Regions from separate parts of the Hordeum vulgare genome. Here region 2 is linked to region 1. The links are chromatin contacts, called in public Hi-C maps. All regions are on one chromosome and are shown on one strand. Each heading gives the region's core, a stretch centred on a gene start, on an enhancer-like site or on the middle of the called end of the contact. The rest is flanking DNA. Distances are from core to core; before and after follow the strand shown. Region 1 has its middle 51 kb from the start of LOC123420243. Region 2 holds the start of LOC123451147 (histone H4).

Region 1 (5,153 bases), core at 713-3,212:
ACGTCGATCGAGCCACAGGGTGCCAGGAGCCGACCTCTCTGCCGCGCGCCTGACACCTGTCGCCGGCGGTTCGTTTTCCGGCCCGTCGTCTCGTCCGTCCGTCGTGGTAAAAAAGCGTTGTTTTGGCCCTGTCCGCCGCCGCTACTGTCCCGACCGCGACGCGACGGCGACCCGGACGGACACGTACGCGGGTCTTGACGGCGACGCCGGCGGTGCGTCCCTGTCAAAACAGTTTTCGCCGCGTTGAACTACTACTGCTACTCTTGCTGCTAAATCCAGCGCACAGCTCGTGGGACGAGCGTTGCCGTAGCTGTGTTCGTGTGTGATTGTTGCATGATCGGTGCCGTGTGTCCAAGCTTCTAGAATCCGCGCTGCGTTGTACTATCATCCACCAGACCACAGTAGTATAGTGGCGAGCTGCATCGTCATGTATGCATGCAACGTGAAGAGGCCAGGGGCTTCTTTGATTCAAAAGAATTATGTAAGATTTTTGGAGCATTGATATTGTTAGGATCTTTTTCTATATATATTGATCTTTTGATTTATTGGATTGGATCTCATAATAATTTTTTCCTATGTACTCCATCTTTTGTACTACATTTCTTAGAAAATCTAACATTCATTCCAACCCCTTTTTATAGCTTCTTTGTTTTTTCTGTAACATCAAACACTCCTTGTTAATATTGTATGGTTCCAATGAACATGCCACTCTAACCCTATATTTATTCGATTCCTGCATTTTTAAAATCCCGCGAATTAAAGAGGCCCTAGCTCTTGCAGGCCACAAGGTCGGAACAAAGTGGAGTCTAAGAAAACACATGTCATTCCCTGTCAGTGACTCGATGATGATGCCGTGTTGATGGTGTTGATAACTTGACGACGCGGGTGGTATCCGGCCTAGCAACTAGTCTAGGGCCGCGGTTGCCAAATCCGACATCCTATACGTCTATAGTCGTATCCGGGCATGTTCATGGACAGTGACTGGGCAATCCTCAAATTGCTTCGTTCAGGGTCGTGTATTTCGAATCTGGTACCATATATCCATACTAAAGCATGAAATATGAATAATATCTACATAGATCATCAAATTGACGTCAAAATGCACATATAATGTACAAATGATCACAAAAATATCTTTACAGTTCACATAATCGATATAGACAACACAGAAGTTTAAACTAGATTACTAAGTATTTGAAATGGAAGACGAAGGCGGTGGAGGTTCACCACTTCCTTTGCCTTTTGTCCTTCTGGTCTCCGGCGTTGACGTAGGCGTTCGGAAAGGAAGTGGGTTGTCGGAGATATCCAAGGAAAAGGAAAGGACGGAGTAGCCCTTCAACTTCCAAACAATGCGTTCCTGCTTGCAATTGATCTTGGCCACTCGCCTCGTCTTTGTCGCCGCCTCGCGCGCGTACTGATCAAGGCCCAGCCAGAGCACCTTTACGTTCTTCCTCCAGAGCTGGCTGGCGTTCGTCTCCTTCGTCGTAAGTGACCGGAAATAGACCCACGTGAGGAGCCGTTCCTCCTTCCCAGATACCATCGGCATCCGGTTGGGGTGGTAGGATGACTACGCAACCGCTTCCGACGCGGCCATCCTCTCCTTTGCACGTAGCCACTCACGGCTAGCAACGCGCGCCTCCATGACGCTAGTAGAGCGGGCACTGAAACCCATCGCTGCCCTTTTGACCGGAGTGGAGAAGGTCGATGAAGGGGCGACGCGGATTGAGCTGTCACACGAAGCTGCGAGCGGGGCGGGAAGGGACCTTTGTGGCGTCGGCGCTGTGGTCGCGGGTGACACGTGGCACCACAAATTTGTCCCTGTCGCCGGCCATGTCCACCCGAGCCCGCTGCAACGTGATGCGGAGGGTCAAACTGTCCCTGTCGCCGGCCGCATCATGGAGGAACACGTCCCAATCATTATCATCGGAGTAGTTAGAGTGGTTTTCGGTGCTGGACATGCTGGAAGGAGATCGGGAGGTGACATATTGAATAAAGGGAGGAAAAGAGACAAAGACCGGAAAGGAGTGAAGTGAGGTTAAGGTTCGATCCGGTTGGGATTTTTGTGGGGTCATGGTGGGCCAGAGATGGGTCGGGTTAATGTGGCAGAAGCCGCAGGCGCGCCTAGACCGTCTCATATCTGTCCCACATTTTGATTAAATTTGATGGGTGCCAAACAACTTGAACGTTTGAGGCCGTATTGAGGCGCATATGAGTTTTTTTTTTGACCGGCTGATGACCCTGTTTTTTCGGACGTTTGAGATCAGTTAAAACACCCAGCTATAGATTTTAAAAGACATGAGTACATGAAATCGGACATTGTACATGAATGACCGGTCGACTTGAATACTCACGGGGCAAGACAGGTGATTATGGCGGACTAAACTTTTTCCTAATAATATACACATACATATATGTATTATTGCATTATTAAGAAAGAAGCACTAAAAACATGAAGAAACCCTTTCGGCCACTACAATTCAAATCGTAAAGCTTAGTACCCAGCACTCCGCACTACAATACATATGCTATACCTAAACTTACCTCTCGTGTCAATGGCGATAATGCAAGCCGAAAATCAATCAAGTCGTATCAGTACCAACACTGGAGACCTCTGACCACGTCTGAGAACACAGACCAACGTACCCCATCAGTTACGCCAAGAGTACATCAACAAATGAACAGGAGGGCCTGAACGGATCTAGAGAACGCTTGATAATTATTTTTGGCGAACTGGCAGCAGTAAACTGATGGGCTCTTCCCAAAAGAAGATGAAATCCGATGGTTCTCTCATTTAGGATTCACAATTGTGATGGTTTCGGCAATTTACTCCATCAGACTCATACTTGGTCGCTGGACCACACATCGCCTTCGCCTTCGCCTTCATTAATCTGATTTAGGATTAATGAAAGAAAAATGAAACCCGACGGTTTTCTGATTTATTAGGATTCACATTTGTGGTGGCTTTCTGCAATTTATTCCGTGGTGGGATTAACTTCAGCCGTAAAATAGATGTCAGCTCAAGTGTTCTGTGGTCATGGCCCTTGGTCCTGGCCGAGCACGCATGGCTGGCGGGCAGGCACTGCCATCTGTTTCAAACTTCAATAACCACGGCCCTACTTCATACGGCGACGTGCCCAATCCAGAGGCATAACTGGCAATCGTGTCCGTTTTCATTCAATTATTATTCGAATTTTCGTACAATGTCATTTTCCTTGATTGTTAGTTCAGCAAACAGTGCAAAGCATTATAACAAACTCGATCGTGTGGACCAGCATGGTTCGGCCACATTGATTACGTTTCAGAGAGAAAAATGCGTGGGAGATTATCTTGTCAAGTGTGTGTGGCTACGTGTCATTTTTGCACTGTTGCTTGTGATACTAACTTTTTTATTTTCCTTTTATTTTTGAACGCAAGATTGTTTCTCAGCTTGAAAAGGAACATGATTGTGTGGGATAACTGGATAAGTGTGAACGAACTCGTCTCTAGACGACAAGTGAGTACTTTTGCAGTTGCTTCATGCACCAACCTTTCAGCGGGACCATGGGATGATCGAGTTGTGAACTACGATCTAGACGTCTGATTTCAGCTAAGAAGCAATCTGTAGGTAATTATTAAGATTGTATGTGCAAGAGCAACTCTAGTCTAAAACGTTGATAAAGTTAATTCACATGTCACAAATTTAAAATAATTGTAGCATCTAAAATAAAAGAAATGGATAAAAAATAGCATGTCACTTAAATTGTATTCTTAAAACTGAGCATCATTGTGATCCAGAATCTTTCGGGCCACGATCACCAACCTTTTTGAACAAACTAATACTCCATCCGTCCGAAAATACTTGTCCTAAAGATGAATGTACTAGACTTATTTTAGTTATAGATACATCCATTATATCAATTTCTAGGACAAGTATTTCCGGACGGAGAGAGTATAAAGATGAATTTACATATGACCAACATGTTAGTTGTCAGTGTTAGGTTGATCTCCTCCCGTTCGAGCCCTTGACTTGCGCCTTGATCGGGGGCACCCAATCAAACTATGGTTGGTGGACCCCTGTCGTCGTGCTACATAAAGAGACGGGGGAGCCGGACGCACACAATACGAGGTTCATCGTGCGTCGGAGCCCTCCCTTCACCGATATCCCTACCGATCTACGGTTAGCGTAGGCCGACGGGAAGCATCACCGCCATCACTGCTAGCGCACACACACGACCACGCCGTTGCCCTCCCGGCATTGCATCAGGCTCGGGTTCCTCGAGCCAAGGAGAAGGTACACACTCCTCCTCGCACCACTACCGCAAATCCATAACCCATCCAATTCAGAGGGATTTAACAATGGTATTATAGCTGTTTTGGTTATGAACTTTTGATAGAAAAGTAACCACAAAAAAATTCCCCCGAAGAACCCTAGAACAGGGCGGAGAAAAAAGACTCAATGGAGAAGGGCCTTGGGCCCGTCGGCATAGAGCGCCGCTGCTGAGGCCGCGCCGTTTCTCTCGATCTCGAAGCGCGTGGGCGTCGGAAGAAGATCAAACCCCACGGGGCAAAGGGCACCGCCGCTGTGCCGCTTGACAGCGATGCACTCTCCTTTGGGAGCTCGCGCACGCCGGCAAGGGGAACAAGGGGTGTATTATTCCGACGCCTACGTACATAATCGTGGGTGCCGTATTATTCGGGTTTTATTGTTTTGGTTCCAGATAGGTTATTATTCGGGTTTTGCTACACCTATGTACATAATCCTGGGTGGCGTATGTAAAGCACTGAAGCTTGAGGGGATAATTTCGTAACAAGCTTGTAGATATAGGATTATGGATATTCTTCTTCTTCACATTCTCCTCAGTTGTACATACAATGACGTGAGCTCACGTTGCTTCTTTAAGGCAACACAACAACAGCTGAATGATTGAGCTTGCCGCTAGCTGCCTTGCTCCTCTCCCCCGCCGAGACGCCACGTACGCTGCGTCTGTCCCGGCAGCGTGCACATCAGGCATCACTTGCAGACTTAATTGTTGCCCTCCTCTCAACAAACTTGTGCTAATCGCGGCCGGAGCCCATCGACGAGAGACTATAGTAGATCGATCGAGTAGCCCGGCGACGTGGCACGCCCCAGTTGTTATCCATCAGCGCCAGTGTGATCACACTATTTCTCCGGC
Region 2 (5,153 bases), core at 1,339-3,838, 98 kb before region 1:
ACTAGATCGTGGGACTGATCGCGGGATTGTTCGCGGGGCGGATTGAGGGACGTGAGGACGTTCCACTACATCAACCGCGTTCACTAACGCTTCTGCTGTACGATCTACAAGGGTACGTAGATCACTCATCCCCTCTCGTAGATGGACATCACCATGATAGGTCTTCGTGCGCGTAGGAAATTTTTTGTTTCCCATGCGACGTTCCCCAACACTATGGGTGGCGCACCAGCCCTTAGTGGGCTGATGGGACAGTCCAAGAGGGCCTATGCGTCAGGAAAAGAAAAGAAAGGTGAGAAGGAAGAGAAGGACTCCACTTTCCAATCCTAGTTGGACTAGGATTGGAGTAGGACTCCTCCTCCTCCCTAGTCGGCGCACCCTTGAGGGCTTGGCCCTCAAGGCAAGCCTCCTCCCCCTCCCTCCTATATATAGTGGTAATTTAGGGTTGATTTGAGACAACTTTTGCCACGTGCAACTCAGATCTAGACACCATAGTTTTACCTCTAAAACGTATTTCTGCGGAGCTCGGGTGGAGCCCTGCAAGAGTAGATCCTTCACCACCGCCGGAGCGCCGATACGCTGCCGGAGAACTCATCCGCTTCTCCGTCTTGCTTGCTGGATCAAGAAGGCCGAGATCATCGTCGAGTTGTACGTGTGCTGAACGCGGAGGTGCCGTCCGTTCGGTACTAGATCGTGGGACTGATCGCGGGATTGTTCGCGGGGCGGATTGAGGGACGTGAGGACGTTCCACTACATCAACCGCGTTCACTAACGCTTCTGCTGTACGATCTACAAGGGTACGTAGATCACTCATCCCCTCTCGTAGATGGACATCACCATGATAGGTCTTCGTGCGCGTAGGAAATTTTTTGTTTCCCATGCGACGTTCCCCAACACTATGGGTGGCGCACCAGCCCTTAGTGGGCTGATGGGACAGTCCAAGAGGGCCTATGCGTCAGGAAAAGAAAAGAAAGGTGAGAAGGAAGAGAAGGACTCCACTTTCCAATCCTAGTTGGACTAGGATTGGAGTAGGACTCCTCCTCCTCCCTAGTCGGCGCACCCTTGAGGGCTTGGCCCTCAAGGCAAGCCTCCTCCCCCTCCCTCCTATATATAGTGGTAATTTAGGGTTGATTTGAGACAACTTTTGCCACGTGCAACTCAGATCTAGACACCATAGTTTTACCTCTAAAACGTATTTCTGCGGAGCTCGGGTGGAGCCCTGCAAGAGTAGATCCTTCACCACCGCCGGAGCGCCGATACGCTGCCGGAGAACTCATCCGCTTCTCCGTCTTGCTTGCTGGATCAAGAAGGCCGAGATCATCGTCGAGCTGTACGTGTGTTGAACGCGGAGGTGCCGTCCGTTCGGCACTAGATCGGAGCGGATCGTGGGATGAATCGCGGGACGGTTCGCGGGGCGGATTGATGGACGTGAGGACGTTCCACTACATCAACCGCGTTTCTTAACGCTTCATGCTGTGCGATCTACAAGGGTATGTAGATCCAAATCTCCTATCGTAGATGGGCATCACCATGATAGGTCTTCGTGTGCGTAGTATTTTTTTTGTTTCCCATGCAACAATCCTCAACACCCGTATAGCGGTCAAACCTCGTCGGAGCAAACACGCCGCCGGAGTTTGTTGGAATCCGTCCTAAACTGGCCGGAATTCATCACCGCACGTCGGAACAGGCCGCTAGACGCCGCAATCGATCGTCGTCGGTTTGAATTGGACGAGTTGGACCTCGCGAGCGCGACATGCAAAGGGGCATGGCTCGGCCGATGTGGCTCGCAACAGAGCAAGTCGCTGACGACGGAGACGACGGGGCGCCGGCGAGGCGACAAGGCGTGGCCGACGATGTTGGGCGCGACCGGCGTGGTGATGGGGCGCGGCCGACGGGCGACGGGGCGCGTTCGACGGGGTTGGACGCGACCGGGGTGGCCGGCACGACATCCTGGAGGAAGGGGCGGCAGTCGTTGGACCGAAGAAAGGATCTCTTAAAATGCCTTTTTAGATTCGTATTGTATCTCAGTTTTACAATTTATCTTTTTAGAGGGTGTGCTAGAGATGCTCTTAGAACGGACGTTGATCCTAGTTTTCGCTTTGGTTGTGGCCAAGTCAAACCAATTACTTTTGATATTTATTTGTAACCGAACTGCGCCTATGCAACCAACATAATAATCTGAATATTGAGAAAAATGCACCATGTTCATTAACAACTCCTTGAACTGGTAGGGGAATCGGTCAGATTAAGCATGAACGCACCAATTTAGGCTTGGAAGTCAGACTTAATAATAAATGGAGAGACTAGATTAGAGTTTATTAATTATATTTGCATGAAAAATTCGCGGCAGGGAAACACCCCGCTCAAAAATCCATGGAAAACATCCGGTCGCTGCTCTCATTCCCGCACAAACCCACCACAAACCTCACAAAAGAAGCACACCTCCCCGCCACGTCACCGATCCGCGCCACCCCTCCCCGCCATCTCGCCCATCCAACGGCTGACACCCTTCATCACGCGGATCGCCCTCTCTCCCCTCCCACAAACCCCGCAGCTATAAATTGCCGCCTCGCCACACGCTCCACCGCACCAAGCCACCTCATCCCTCCACCAACCACGAGTCAAACCCACCGCAGCAAAGGGACAGCGGCGGAGATGTCGGGCCGTGGCAAGGGAGGAAAGGGGCTCGGAAAGGGCGGCGCCAAGCGCCACCGGAAGGTGCTGCGCGACAACATCCAGGGCATCACCAAGCCGGCCATCCGTCGCCTGGCGCGCCGCGGCGGCGTGAAGCGCATCTCGGGGCTCATCTACGAGGAGACCCGCGGCGTGCTCAAGATCTTCCTCGAGAACGTCATCCGCGACGCCGTCACCTACACCGAGCACGCCCGCCGCAAGACCGTCACCGCCATGGACGTCGTCTACGCGCTCAAGCGCCAGGGCCGCACCCTCTACGGTTTCGGCGGTTAGGCCCGCCAGATCCGTCGCCCGCGGAAACCAGATTAGGAGCTAGCCTCTGTTTAGGATTCATGTTCTGTTGTGGGGTAATTGCAGTATCTCGCTGTCTTGTTTCCTCTGTTCTGCTGTTTGGTGCATGGACAAACTGATCACTGCTGGTTTGCTAGAATGGAATGGAATGGAAATTTCACCCTTGAATTCTTATGCAATCTCCTAGCTCTGCTGATATCCCGGTTCTGTCGCTCTGTATTATCTTTGTCCTCAAATTAATTGATGTGTGCTACAGTGTTCGATTTGAATGATGCCTGAATTTTTTCTATCTGAATTTCGTAAGTCCACCACAATCTGATTTAAATCCCAAATTCGAGAACCCGTTGAGAAGTAGCTGCAGAACAGAGAGGAACTGAACCGTGTGTTGATAATATGGTAGAAGTGTCTTGATAATTGTTCGTTTATTGATGAAAAGAATGTGGCACAAATTGCAGGTAACCATAGGCGCCATGGAGTGGGGGAAAGTCTACTTGGTGGAAGACGTTGTGACGGAGGCTGCAGCCTGCAGGTGATTGCTTCTTGCCTCTGCAATTCGCTTGGTAGTTCCAGACTTGTGTCCCAAGTTCAAACAGAGCCACATTAAGTATTCTATTCCATAAAATACAAATTTCGCAATGCTTAGTGAATTGTCAATCGAAGATTAATAAATGGTGCATGCTGGGTCACTGTCGACTAGTTAACTGCATATTCATATCCATCCATAATGTTGTGTGGTTCCTCACACACCATTAGGATTACTTAGCGTAATCTTTTGGTTTTGTTGAATTACATGATACAGTCTTCTTTAGCATAGGCCATGCTGATATTTAGGGCCAAAAGCTTGAATCATTTTTGTTCTCTCCGTGGTACTGTATATCATCACCTTATGCTACTTCGACTGATCTTTTGAAGTGGATGGAACAAAGCGAAAAACTGGCCACAGACCTGTTGAAAATGGCTGCTGAAAATCTAGGAAGGTTGAAACGGAGCTGCTCGTCCAAATGCAGGTCTTCTTCTCTTGCCCGGGAAACTGGTGGAGCGTTCTTCTTTGATTAATTATATTAGAGTGACCCAAATTATTAAGACAAAACCAATCCACAATCATATCTTTTATCTTCATATTTCAATATTTGCATAGCAACCGCCGTCGATACAAATTCTTCAATAGTAAACAAACAATTTTTTTGCTATCCTCTAATATTACAGGGTGTTGACCATAATATGACAAGCATAGTCAAAAAATAATGATGATGAGGTCCTTGTTCTTGCTGCTTGTAACAGTACATATGCTCTGGATCTGGGTAGAGAATATTTAATGAATTATTCATCTAATTGCATCGTGCATCTTTCTTAGAAGAAAAATAAGTTGTGCATCTGTGTTGTGTTTTTCACTTATTCTTACAGTATTGAACATGTCATACCTGTGCCCCAGCCTGCGCGGTTACGTCTCGAACAATCACACCTACATTTCACCGCCTGACCTTAAAGCTAGGTAATGCAGGTTCAAGGTAATGAACTGGCAAAAGAATTTTTTTGGCATTGCTACTAACTTCTGTTACCTTGACAGCTTGACATCTGACATTGATGTACTGAATTTTCTACTCAGACCTATGCGGTTTTTCCAGGTAATAATTTTGATTGCTACAGAAGTTCAAGTGTCACATCAAGCCAAGGTGTCGAGGTAAATTCATTCTAGAGATCCTATATGCAAATACCAAGTGATACTTCACAGCCTAATATTGCATCATATCCAATTAGATGGCTATTGTCATGAGAGCTCAGAACGTATTCTGCAGTGGCTCTTGGGTTGCTGGCACATGGGCTGAAGATCTTCAGCATATTGGATTGTGTGCAATTTAGTTCACCATTGTTGTTTTCCTGCTCCTAGTTCGGCTTGCACCTCAATCTACTATTAGACTTCTTTATGCAACCAGGGAATATGCATGTAGTTCAAAGATTTGAGGGCCCTAGAGACTAGAGCAGGGAAAAAACATAAGTATACATGTGGTTTTCAGTTTACTGACTCCTGTCAAACATTAGTGCCATGTGCAATATTATGTGCCTGCATGCGTTACTCGCTCCAGTCACAGATATAAGGCATTTGGACATTGTTTTCTAATAGCATATACTTTAACTGAACAGCAACTGTTGAGGGAAAAGCTCAGAGGAGG

The links. Hi-C and Micro-C count contacts between places; a contact is called where the count stands out from the background.
Region 2: a Hi-C map of leaf shows a contact between it and region 1, with 3 times the contacts expected there. The contact joins the promoter of LOC123451147 here to the enhancer-like site in region 1. A contact is called at or near these places in 2 of 6 Hi-C or Micro-C datasets (both in leaf).

The regions. Positions count from the first base shown.
Region 1 is chr1H:505,167,605-505,172,757 of MorexV3_pseudomolecules_assembly, reverse strand. No RefSeq gene overlaps it. Among protein-coding and RNA genes, the nearest start is that of LOC123420243, 51 kb to the right of the region's middle. Within about 2 kb of position 1,962, at least 3 of the 3 cell types and tissues checked have open chromatin away from gene starts, as enhancers often do. A contact at or near this core is called in leaf, where this site is marked.
Region 2 is chr1H:505,265,819-505,270,971 of MorexV3_pseudomolecules_assembly, reverse strand. It overlaps LOC123451147 (histone H4), which reads left to right and starts at 2,588. Exons shown (of 1, transcript XM_045128156.1): 1 at 2,588-3,150. The coding sequence starts at 2,653. The coding sequence ends at 2,964.